2 separate regions of the Sus scrofa genome follow, and region 2 is linked to region 1. A link is a contact called in public Hi-C data. All regions are on one chromosome and are shown on one strand. Each heading gives the region's core, a stretch centred on a gene start, on an enhancer-like site or on the middle of the called end of the contact. The rest is flanking DNA. Distances are from core to core; before and after follow the strand shown. Region 1 holds the start of NEMP1 (nuclear envelope integral membrane protein 1). Region 2 overlaps LRP1 (prolow-density lipoprotein receptor-related protein 1).

Evidence for each region. A called contact is a pair of places that touch in the nucleus more often than the background predicts.
Region 2: a Hi-C map of liver shows a contact between it and region 1, with 7 times the contacts expected there. The contact joins the enhancer-like site here to the promoter of NEMP1 in region 1. A contact is called at or near these places in 5 of 47 Hi-C or Micro-C datasets (heart right ventricle, liver, mesenteric adipose tissue and 2 more) and 1 of 2 datasets of contacts at active chromatin or transcription factors (alveolar macrophages).

Annotation. Positions count from the first base shown.
Region 1 is chr5:22,387,826-22,392,422 of Sscrofa11.1, forward strand. It overlaps NEMP1 (nuclear envelope integral membrane protein 1), which reads right to left and starts at 2,272. Exons shown (of 9, transcript XM_003481636.4): 1 at 2,131-2,272. The coding sequence starts at 2,257.
Region 2 is chr5:22,442,634-22,447,230 of Sscrofa11.1, forward strand. It overlaps LRP1 (prolow-density lipoprotein receptor-related protein 1), which reads left to right. Exons shown (of 93, transcript XM_021091826.1): 2 at 2,075-2,197. Among named protein-coding and RNA genes, the nearest start is that of LRP1, 9.3 kb to the left of the region's middle. Within about 2 kb of position 2,643, at least 16 of the 83 cell types and tissues checked have an H3K27ac peak or open chromatin away from gene starts, as enhancers often do. A contact at or near this core is called in alveolar macrophages, liver, mesenteric adipose tissue and 1 more, where this site is marked.

The DNA.
Region 1 (4,597 bases), core at 1,022-3,521:
CGAAAAAAAAAAAATTAGCAAAGGTGTTTCAGTCTGGAATATCCAATGCTGGCATGGGTGTGGGTCACAAATTTTTTTTTTTTGTCTTTTTGCCATTTCTTGGGCCGCTTCTGCGGCGTATGGAGGTTCCCAGGATAGCGGCTGAATCGGAGCTGTAGCCGCCAGCAACGCGGGATCCGAGCCGAGTCTGCAACCTATACCACAGCTCACGGCAACGCCAGATCCTTAACCCACTGAGCAAGGCCAGGGATTGAACCCGAAGCCTCATGGTTCCTAGTCAGCTTCGTTAACCACTGAGCCACAACGGGAACTCCAGGGTCACAAATTTTTAACAAGATGTTTCAAGGATCTTAAACATGTTTTGATGGAGTTCCCATCGTGGCTCAGTGGTTAACGAATCCGACTAGGAACCATGAGGTTGTGGGTTCGATCCCTGGCCTTGCTCAGTGGGTTAAGGATCCGGCGTTGCCGTGAGCCATGGTGTAGGCTGCAGACACAGCTCGTTTCTCGCGTTGCTGTGGCTCTGGTGTAGGCCGGCAGCAACAGCTCTGATTCGACCCCAAGCCTGGGAACCTCCATATGCCATGGGTGCGGCCCTAAAAAGACATAATACCCAAAAAACCCAAAAAACAAAACATGTGGAAACAGACCAAAAGAAAGTGTGTTTTAATGGACTGCCTCTGAATGGAATCAACAGTGAGTGCTTTCTCTACCTCTTTATACTTAATTGTGCTTGCCATATAGTTTAAAATAAACTCCCGTTATTTTTATAATCAAATTTTTCAAAAACCTCCAGAGAAAGAACTCCCTGCCTTTTGAAGTATTCCATTTTTTTAGATACCTCTCAGTTTTGGAAAGTTCTATTCTATTACATGACTGTCTCTGCAGCTGCCACCTATATGATCTTCTAGGCCATAAAGAACATTTATCCCGAGTTTACCTTTCTCCTGTTTCTGTCCTCATTAAAGTAACTTTGAGCCTGTTAACTACTCAATGATTATGTAGGAGCATTTTGATACACATGTGTTCTTTCATCTCCGTAATACACAACTTCTAAGGACAAACATCTAGCCAGAGTTCATTCAGATCATATGCAGCCCTTCAAATGTTACTGTGGGCTCTGCCTCTGGAAAGTACCTTCCTGGATACTTTCTCCCCTCTCCCTAAAAAATACCGTTTCAGAAGGACGTTGCACCTTGGAACTAGTTATATGGATCCTGAGACAACCTTAAAGCTGCAGCTAAGGATAATCATAAGTGACAGCAAGAGATAGGCAGCAAAGGACGGGAGAGGTAAGAAGTCATGTGCATTTAGGAGATAAGATTATCCTTAACCCCATGAGTCTGAACTCCGTCCAGTGGATGTTTGGAAACCTCATTCATCTTTCTGTTGTGCATTTATGAAGGGTACAAGGGAGGTTTTACAAACACATTCTAGGTTTTCTGGATTCAAGTGGAAAAGGAAAACAATGTCATGACAGTCCAAAACCAATGATCCAGTAACGGCAACCAAGTAAATCATCTTGAGAAATGAATAAATTTCCGAATATATTAGATACTGAATAGCGTTTGTATCTTTTTTTGGTAACGGGAATTTAACAACTCCAGGTCGGTTCTATAGGGCCAGAATCTTAAGGGGCAGAAATGACAGATACTGACAGAGATCACGGCTTTTCAGGGAACTATATCTGCTCGGCTACCCCGACCTGAGTCCTGATAGCATACGCTCATGTGTTGCTCATCTGTTGAATGAATGGGATGCTGCTCCCTTTCCAGCTGCAGCTCTGCCTGCCCATTCGGTCTTCGAGTCACCTTCCTTTTAACCAAAAAAGTTAAGGAGGCCCGCACAGCGCGACGCAGCCCCAGGACCAATTCTCACTCAGTTCAGGCCTCCCGGTCTCTGCCAAAAGGCTCCAGGCTTCTCCCCACTCTAGGTAGCTCCCCCAGGCCGCCTCAGGGCCCCGGCTCCTCAGTGCCGGCGCCCATTCACCGAGGATGAAGATTTTTTTCCTCTGCACCACGTCCTTGCCCCCTCTGCAGAAAAACGGCCAGCGCCCCGCAGACACTCCCCACTTTTCTAAATATAACCCCTCGGCACCCGCCCCCTCGGCAGCTGCTGCCCGGGCGGTACCTGAGCCGCAGACCAAGCAGCCGGAAAGGACCAGGAGCAGCCACACTGCCCCACAGCCCCCGGACCGCCAACTCCAGGGCCCGGAACCAACTGCCGGCAAGACCGCCACTTTCATTCCTCCCGCCATGGTCGCCACACGCCGCCTCTTCCTCACGTGCCTCTCCCCGGCAACTAACCCGGAACAGGCAGGGCCAGCAGCCTATCCGCTACAAGACCCGCCCCCTACCAACCAATCGGATGGGCGGGGCTTCGAGCACTCCGTTGGTTACGGATCCTATAGTCCCGCCTCTCAGCAACTGACGCGAGAGGGCGGGAAGAAGCAGCTTTCAGCCTATTAGAAAACGGGTCCTCACCTTAGTAATGGCGACAGGAAGATCCCACCCCTTAACAACATGCTTCCGTCTCCAGTTTATTTACAACTAGAGTGATTGATGGTAAGCATAACCAATACGAAATTAGAATGGGCGAGGCCCTCTTTACCAAATGATAATTTCCATGGAATCTATCTCAGGTTCCTTGTTTTCATTCGTTCCCTTTTTACCATGATCTTTTTGTTGTGGGAAGCTTAAGTAAGAGGACTGTGTTCTCCAAAGTCCTAAATGATTTAAAATAGAAATGTTACGCACAAAAAATTGTTTTGACAGTTTTGTAAGGAATAAACATTAACGTTTAAAAATTCAGTCATAGGCTGGGAATCTGGGGTTGATAATGCAAACTATTGCATTTGGAGTGGATAAACAATGAGATCCTGCTGTATAGCACAGGGAACTACATCTAGTCACTTATGATGGAACATGATGGAGGAAAATATGAGAAAAAGAATGTGCATATATATATATATATATATATATATAGGTCACTTTGCTGTACGGTAGACATTGACAGAACACTGTAAACCAACTATAATGGAAAAAATAAAAATCATTAAAAAAATACAGTCATAGAGTGGTTGGTAGAGGTTTGTGTTTTTTTGTTTGGTTTGTTGGTTGGTTGTTTTGAAAGCAAAATGCATGCAAGGATTAAGAGAAATTTGTTTCTTCCTCACGACATCCTGTGAGATAAATAGCTTTATTTATTTTTTAATATCATGATTTTTATTTTTTTCTATTATAGCTGGTTTACAGTGTTCTGTCAGTTTTCTACTGTACAGCATGGTGACCCAGTTACACATACATGTACACATTCTTTTTTCTCACATTATCATGCACCATCATAAGTGACTAGACACAGTTCCCAGTGCAAATAGCTTTATTTATGAAGAAGCCAAGGCTAAGACAGGTAAAGGAACTTGCCCAAGATTTCATAGCTCATTGGGCTGGGCTGTGGTTCCTTAACCACTGAGCAAGGCCAGGGATCGAACCTGCAACCTCACGGTTCCTCATCCTATCCATTTCTGCTGCACCACAACAGGAACTCCTGCTGGAAGTCTTTCTGTGCATCAGGTGCTTCTCCTTAAATGACTTATACAGTGAGGGCCTAGCAGAGTACCTAGCACATAACAGGTGTTCAGTAAATGTTAGTCCAAAGTGAAGCATCTTATTTTTGAGAGGATCTGATAGTGGCAGGTAGGAATCCTAGAGATGATGAAGCCTAGTGGGTTGAGGGGAAATTCAGGGAAGGAGATTACTGCTAGGGAAGGTTCAAACTTTCAAAATAAGGGATTTTTAAAATGACAAGATGGGGCTGAGCCATGGACAAAAGAAGAAATTTCATCCTCAGAAAAGTCTAGGCCACCTCCACTGCAATGGTCAAACTATATGTCTCTAACATACATACACCACACACTCCCCTGGCTGACCTAGAGGGGTCAGTATCAGGGGTAATAAATCACATTGGTACAATGTATCCTTGATGTCATGTGATGAAAAGGGTATTTCTGTGGTTTTCCTCCCCCAAGCCCATAAAACAAATCTAAGCATGAGATAAACACAATTTTCAAACAGAGAGGTATCCTACAAAATATCTGACCGGTACTCCCCAGAACTATCAAGGTCATCAAAAACAAGGAAACTGAGAAACTATAACAGCCAAGAGAAGACTGGGGAGACATGGAAACCAAATGTAATGTGGTATCATTGTAATGTGGTATCATGGATGGGATGCTGGAACAGAAAAAGAAAAATTAGGTTAAAAACTAAGGAAATTTGAGTAAGCTATAGATTTTTAGTTAATAATACTGTATCAACACTATTTAATTAATGGTGGCAAATGCACCATACTAATGTAAGAAAATAATAGTGGAGACTGGGTGAAGGGTACATGGGAATGCTCTACTGTCTTCTCAATTTTTCTATAAATCTTAAAACTATTTTAAAAAATAATTTATATACACACAGTTCATTTTCTACCAGATCCCAAATTCTCAGCATTCATAGCTCACTCTTTGGTTTTGAATAAAGGCCAGCGAAAGAGGAGAACTAATTCCAAAGGATCACTGACCATTGACTGTTAAAACCTGTAAATGAGG
Region 2 (4,597 bases), core at 1,393-3,892, 55 kb after region 1:
GGGAGGAGTGGGGGTGTGGACTAAGTCCAGGTGGGGGTGGCGGTGACATGGGGGCCTTTCTGGGCTCCAAACAGCCCATCTGCCTCTGAGTCCTATTCCAGTCTCCTCTACTCCCCCCCCCAGCCGGTCTCGGCTGGCCAGGGGAAGAGGACCGGTCTCCGGCATGCTAACTAGGCTGGCGGGCTGTTTCCCCGGGAAGACCTCACAGCTGGCCCAGTGGGGCAATGAACTCAGCATTATCCACCTCCTCAAGGGGCCTTTATTCCCTGCTCAGGGTGGGGGGTAGGGGAGGGAGACTCGGGGCTGGGGGGCCCAGCCAGGCCATCCTTGATGTGTTTCCTGAACTCAGCTCTCATCCTGGCCAGGGGCCTGAGTGCAGTCCCGTCTGCCAGAGATGGGGGTTAGGGGGGAGGCTGTCTTCTCCGTGTGGCTCCCCTCCGACTCCGTCCCTCCCAGCTCAGAGCCCTGACACACTTTCCTTCTGCTCTGTCCCAGCTCTGAGCTCACTCTGCCCTGCATTCACGGTGGTTGTGCACAGCTGCCTTCCCAGGCTGGCTCCTGAGGGACCCTCTCGCTCCCCCCTGGCACCCTAGTGCCCAGTGCAGTGCCTGGCACAGAGCTGCTCTCCCCTGCACGACGGCTGAGAGAAATGGGAAGAGGGCTGGGAGACTGGGTGAGGGTGAAGAAGGGGGCCTTTTCTTCCCCTGGAAGACATGCTGATGGGACGTGGAGGAACAACCCCTGAGAACTTTTCCGTGGGAATGGGGAGACTGGTGGGGACTGGCTGGTTAGAAGCTGAGAGTCAGCTCAACCGGTGTGAGCACTGGTTGTGTCACTTGCCTGCTGGGCGACCGCACCCTCTCGGAGGCTCGGTTTCCTCATCTAGGAAATGGTGGTATTAGTAGCACCTACTTTGTCGTATTGTGGAGAGGATTAAGTGATACATGGAAAGAACTGGTTTACCACATTTCCCGGCCCACTCTGAGGTAACGAGGAGAGTTAGTGTTACCGTCATAATTCCTCCTTGGAGGATGATGTAAGAGAATAGGGTGGGAGCCAAGGGAAGTTGCTGGGGCAAAGGAAAGAGGTCCTGGATATAGGAACTTTGCCAGTCTGCTGGGCTCAACCAGCTCCTATAGGGAGTTCCCACTGTGGCAGAGAGGGTTAAGAACCAGACTAGTATCCATGAGGTTGTAGGTTCAACCCCTGGCCTCACTCAGTGGGTTAAGGATCCAGCATTGCCATGAGCTGTGGTGTAGGCCTCAGATGCAGCTCCAGTCTGATGTTGCTGTGAGTGTGGTGTCGGCCGGCAGCTGCAGCTCTGATTCAGTCCCCAGCCTGGAAACTTCCATATGCAGTGGGTGCAGCCAAAAAAAGACCCAGCTCCTATAGGTCACCCCAGCCATCCCCCTGCCTCATACCAACTCCATCATCCTGAGCAATCTTAGGTGCCTCTTCCCTCCGAGGGCATGAGCTGAAAGTCTAACCAAAGGGAGGCTGTGTCTTTATAGAGAACGGAGGTAGAGACGGGGCTCCTCTGTGGACACCACCTCCAGACCACCACTGGGCCAAGGGCACCCCAAACATCCTTGGTTGTTGGGAGTTGGAGATGATAAGTTCCAGGACCAGGAGTGTCCCAGAGATTAGAAAAGACCAGCTTTGGACTTCTAGTGGGATGGAGAGGCAGATAAAGACAAAACATGTCACAGGCCTAAACACCCCATCACTCTCAGCCAGCAAAGTGAGGGGTGCTGTTGTTTGACCAGAGTAACAGAACAGCAAGGGCTTTGACCCCGAGGATCAGGCAGGGGCACGCTGAACAAGCAGCCTTTGGGACTGAGGGGTGGGGGGGGCAGTAAAATGTGCTCTCTGCATCTGCCTCCCCCATCACAGGTACGCAGGAACGTTCCAGGAGTGACCCTCAGCCACCTGCTCCGCAGCACGTGGACTGTGGCTCAGAGTCTGAGCCAGATGGGGACTGATACTGGGGAAAGAGGAGTCCCTAGAAGGCTTTATGGCATCAAGCTGGCCTCCATCCTCCCTTCACGCCCCTGTTTTCTTCCCTTGCCTCTAGTCCCTAAGACCTGCAGCCCTAAGCAGTTTGCCTGCAGAGACCAGATCACCTGTATCTCGAAAGGCTGGCGGTGTGATGGTGAGAGGGACTGCCCGGATGGATCTGATGAGGCTCCTGAGATTTGTAAGTACCTTTTCTGGATCCCTTCTCACACCCCTGATTGACCGCTTTCCCTTTTGGCCCAGGCAGTTTGCGTTGAGGACGGCTGAGCTCCAGCCTGGGGTGGACCTTGCTCTGTGACTGTTTGTCCATGACACAGCTAAACCGTCCTCTCGCACTCTTCAAAGAGCCCGGCATGGTGCTTGGTGTGCCCAGAAATGGGCTCCCTCAGCTGCTCTACCCTCAAGTCTGCCTGAGACTGTTCTCTGGGCTGACAGCTTTGCTGGAAGGGGAGGGTCCAACCTCTCTTTCCTCTGGGCTCAGCTCGTCCCCCTTCTTCCCACCTCTGAGCCTCCTGATCCTTGATGAGGGCCCCTAGGTCTCGCTGGGTCCCCTTCCTGTCCTCAGGGTCCCAGGCCAAAGGCCACTGGTTCTTGCTCAGTCTCTGTACCAGAAGCCCCGCCCCTGCGCATCCCCCCCCAGTAAGTGGCGTAATCAGAGGCAGCTGTTTAAACTGGGAGAAAGGTCCCCACCCAGCCTTTACCCTGCCAGCAGGGGGTGGAGGACTTGCTGGCGGGATCCTCGAGTCCTGGGCAGCTGGCCGTCTCTACCTTCAGCATCTCCTTTGCTGGGCTAATCTGGGCCGGGGTCCGGGGGACCCTGCCTTCCCAAGTCTGTATCTGTTCCCTCTCTGGGTTTATTCCGTCCCAGCCCCAGCCCCACACCCTCACCCATAATTATCAGGGATAATTTTAGGGCTGGAAAGGGAGCCACCAGTTCTCTCTGCCTCACCCCCATACCCTGCCCTGGAGGTGTGGAGGCGAGGGATATTCCCTAAGTGTCTCTACGGTGGGGTTGCTCAGCCTCGAGTGTCTTCTTGTCTGATGCCATCTTTACGCCCCACATTTCTGACCCTGATGCTTTGAAGTTTTCTTGTAGCCACATTCAAAAAAGTAAATACAATCAGGTGAAAATAATTTTAACTTTATTTTACCCAATGTATGCAGAATATTATCATTCCACTGTATTATTCATATACATTATTAATGAAATTTTTTTGCATTCTTTTTTTGTGGCCATGACATTAAGTCTTCAAAAGTCAGGTGACGAAAGCCAGGCACAAAGGCCAGCTCTGGCTCTTTGCACCCATCCTTCCTTTACTTTGATGCACACTCCACCTTATACACATCCCCACGCTGTCCCCACTCATATACACTCCTGGACCCATCAATCTCACACTCAGCCACTCCGGGGCACTGACTCACTCCCCCCAGCCCTCCTGGACATACACAGACAAGGGCAGATGCTAGCACAGACACGTCCTCACAACAGCACAGAGTCAACACTCTGAAACGGGGATGCAGAAACACCACCTGCCCTTGGACCCTCACACACCAACCCGGACTCGCCCCCCAAAGGACATGGAAATGCACATACTGAGGCCAGAAGCACCAGCACACGTGGAGACTCATAGATTCACCCTCACTCCACACCGCTCCACGGTGAACACTGCCCTCCCCTGTGCACGTGGACTCCTCCCAGGCGGAGGCGGGCAGGTGCATTCACACACAGACACTCGCTCACGCCCTGTCCCGGCTTGGGAGCCAATGGGCATTGGTCTGTCTCCCAACCTACAGGTCAGCCGGCGCCCTAGCTCACCTGGCCTCCTTAGAATCCCCTGAGGAGCTCTACCCTGCCCTCCCCCTAGCCCATCCTCTTGAGCAAGAATGGAATTACCAGAGATAACACCAACAGGCCACAACCTTTGACCCTTCCCAAACCCGTCCATCAGGCAGGCGGTTCTGGGGCTGGGGGTTGAGAATAGCACATCCAATAGAAATATAATGCAAGGCATGTATACAATTTTGAAGTTTTCTTGTAGCCACATTCAAAAAAGTAAATACAATCAGGTGAAAATAATTTTAACTTTATTTTACCCAATGTATGCAAAATATTATCATTTCACTATATTATTCATATACAAGCATTAATGAAATTTTTTTGCATTCTTTTTTTGTGGCCATGGCATTAAGTCTAAAAGACAGTGTGCATTTTATGCTTAGAGTTGGAACTGGTCACACTTCAAGTGCTCCATAGCCACATACGGCTTGTGCTGCACATGGGATTGTGCAGTTCTAAAATCCTTGGTCCCCCTCTCACCCTCAGGCTCTGTGATCTGGGGAGCTTTGGGAAGGAAGGGTCCTTTGTCTCCTGAATGTAGAATGTAGAGGCGATGGGGTCCACAGCATGGAGCATTTGGGGAGTGGACCCTGCTGAAACCTCGTTCTCCCCTCCACCTGGCGGCTCCCAGGTGGCTCCTGTTGGGGATGGTATAGAAGAGCTTGATGGAGTTCCCATTGCAGTGCAGCAGAAACGAATCCGACTAGGAACCATGAGGTTGCGGGTTCGATCCCTGCCCTTGCT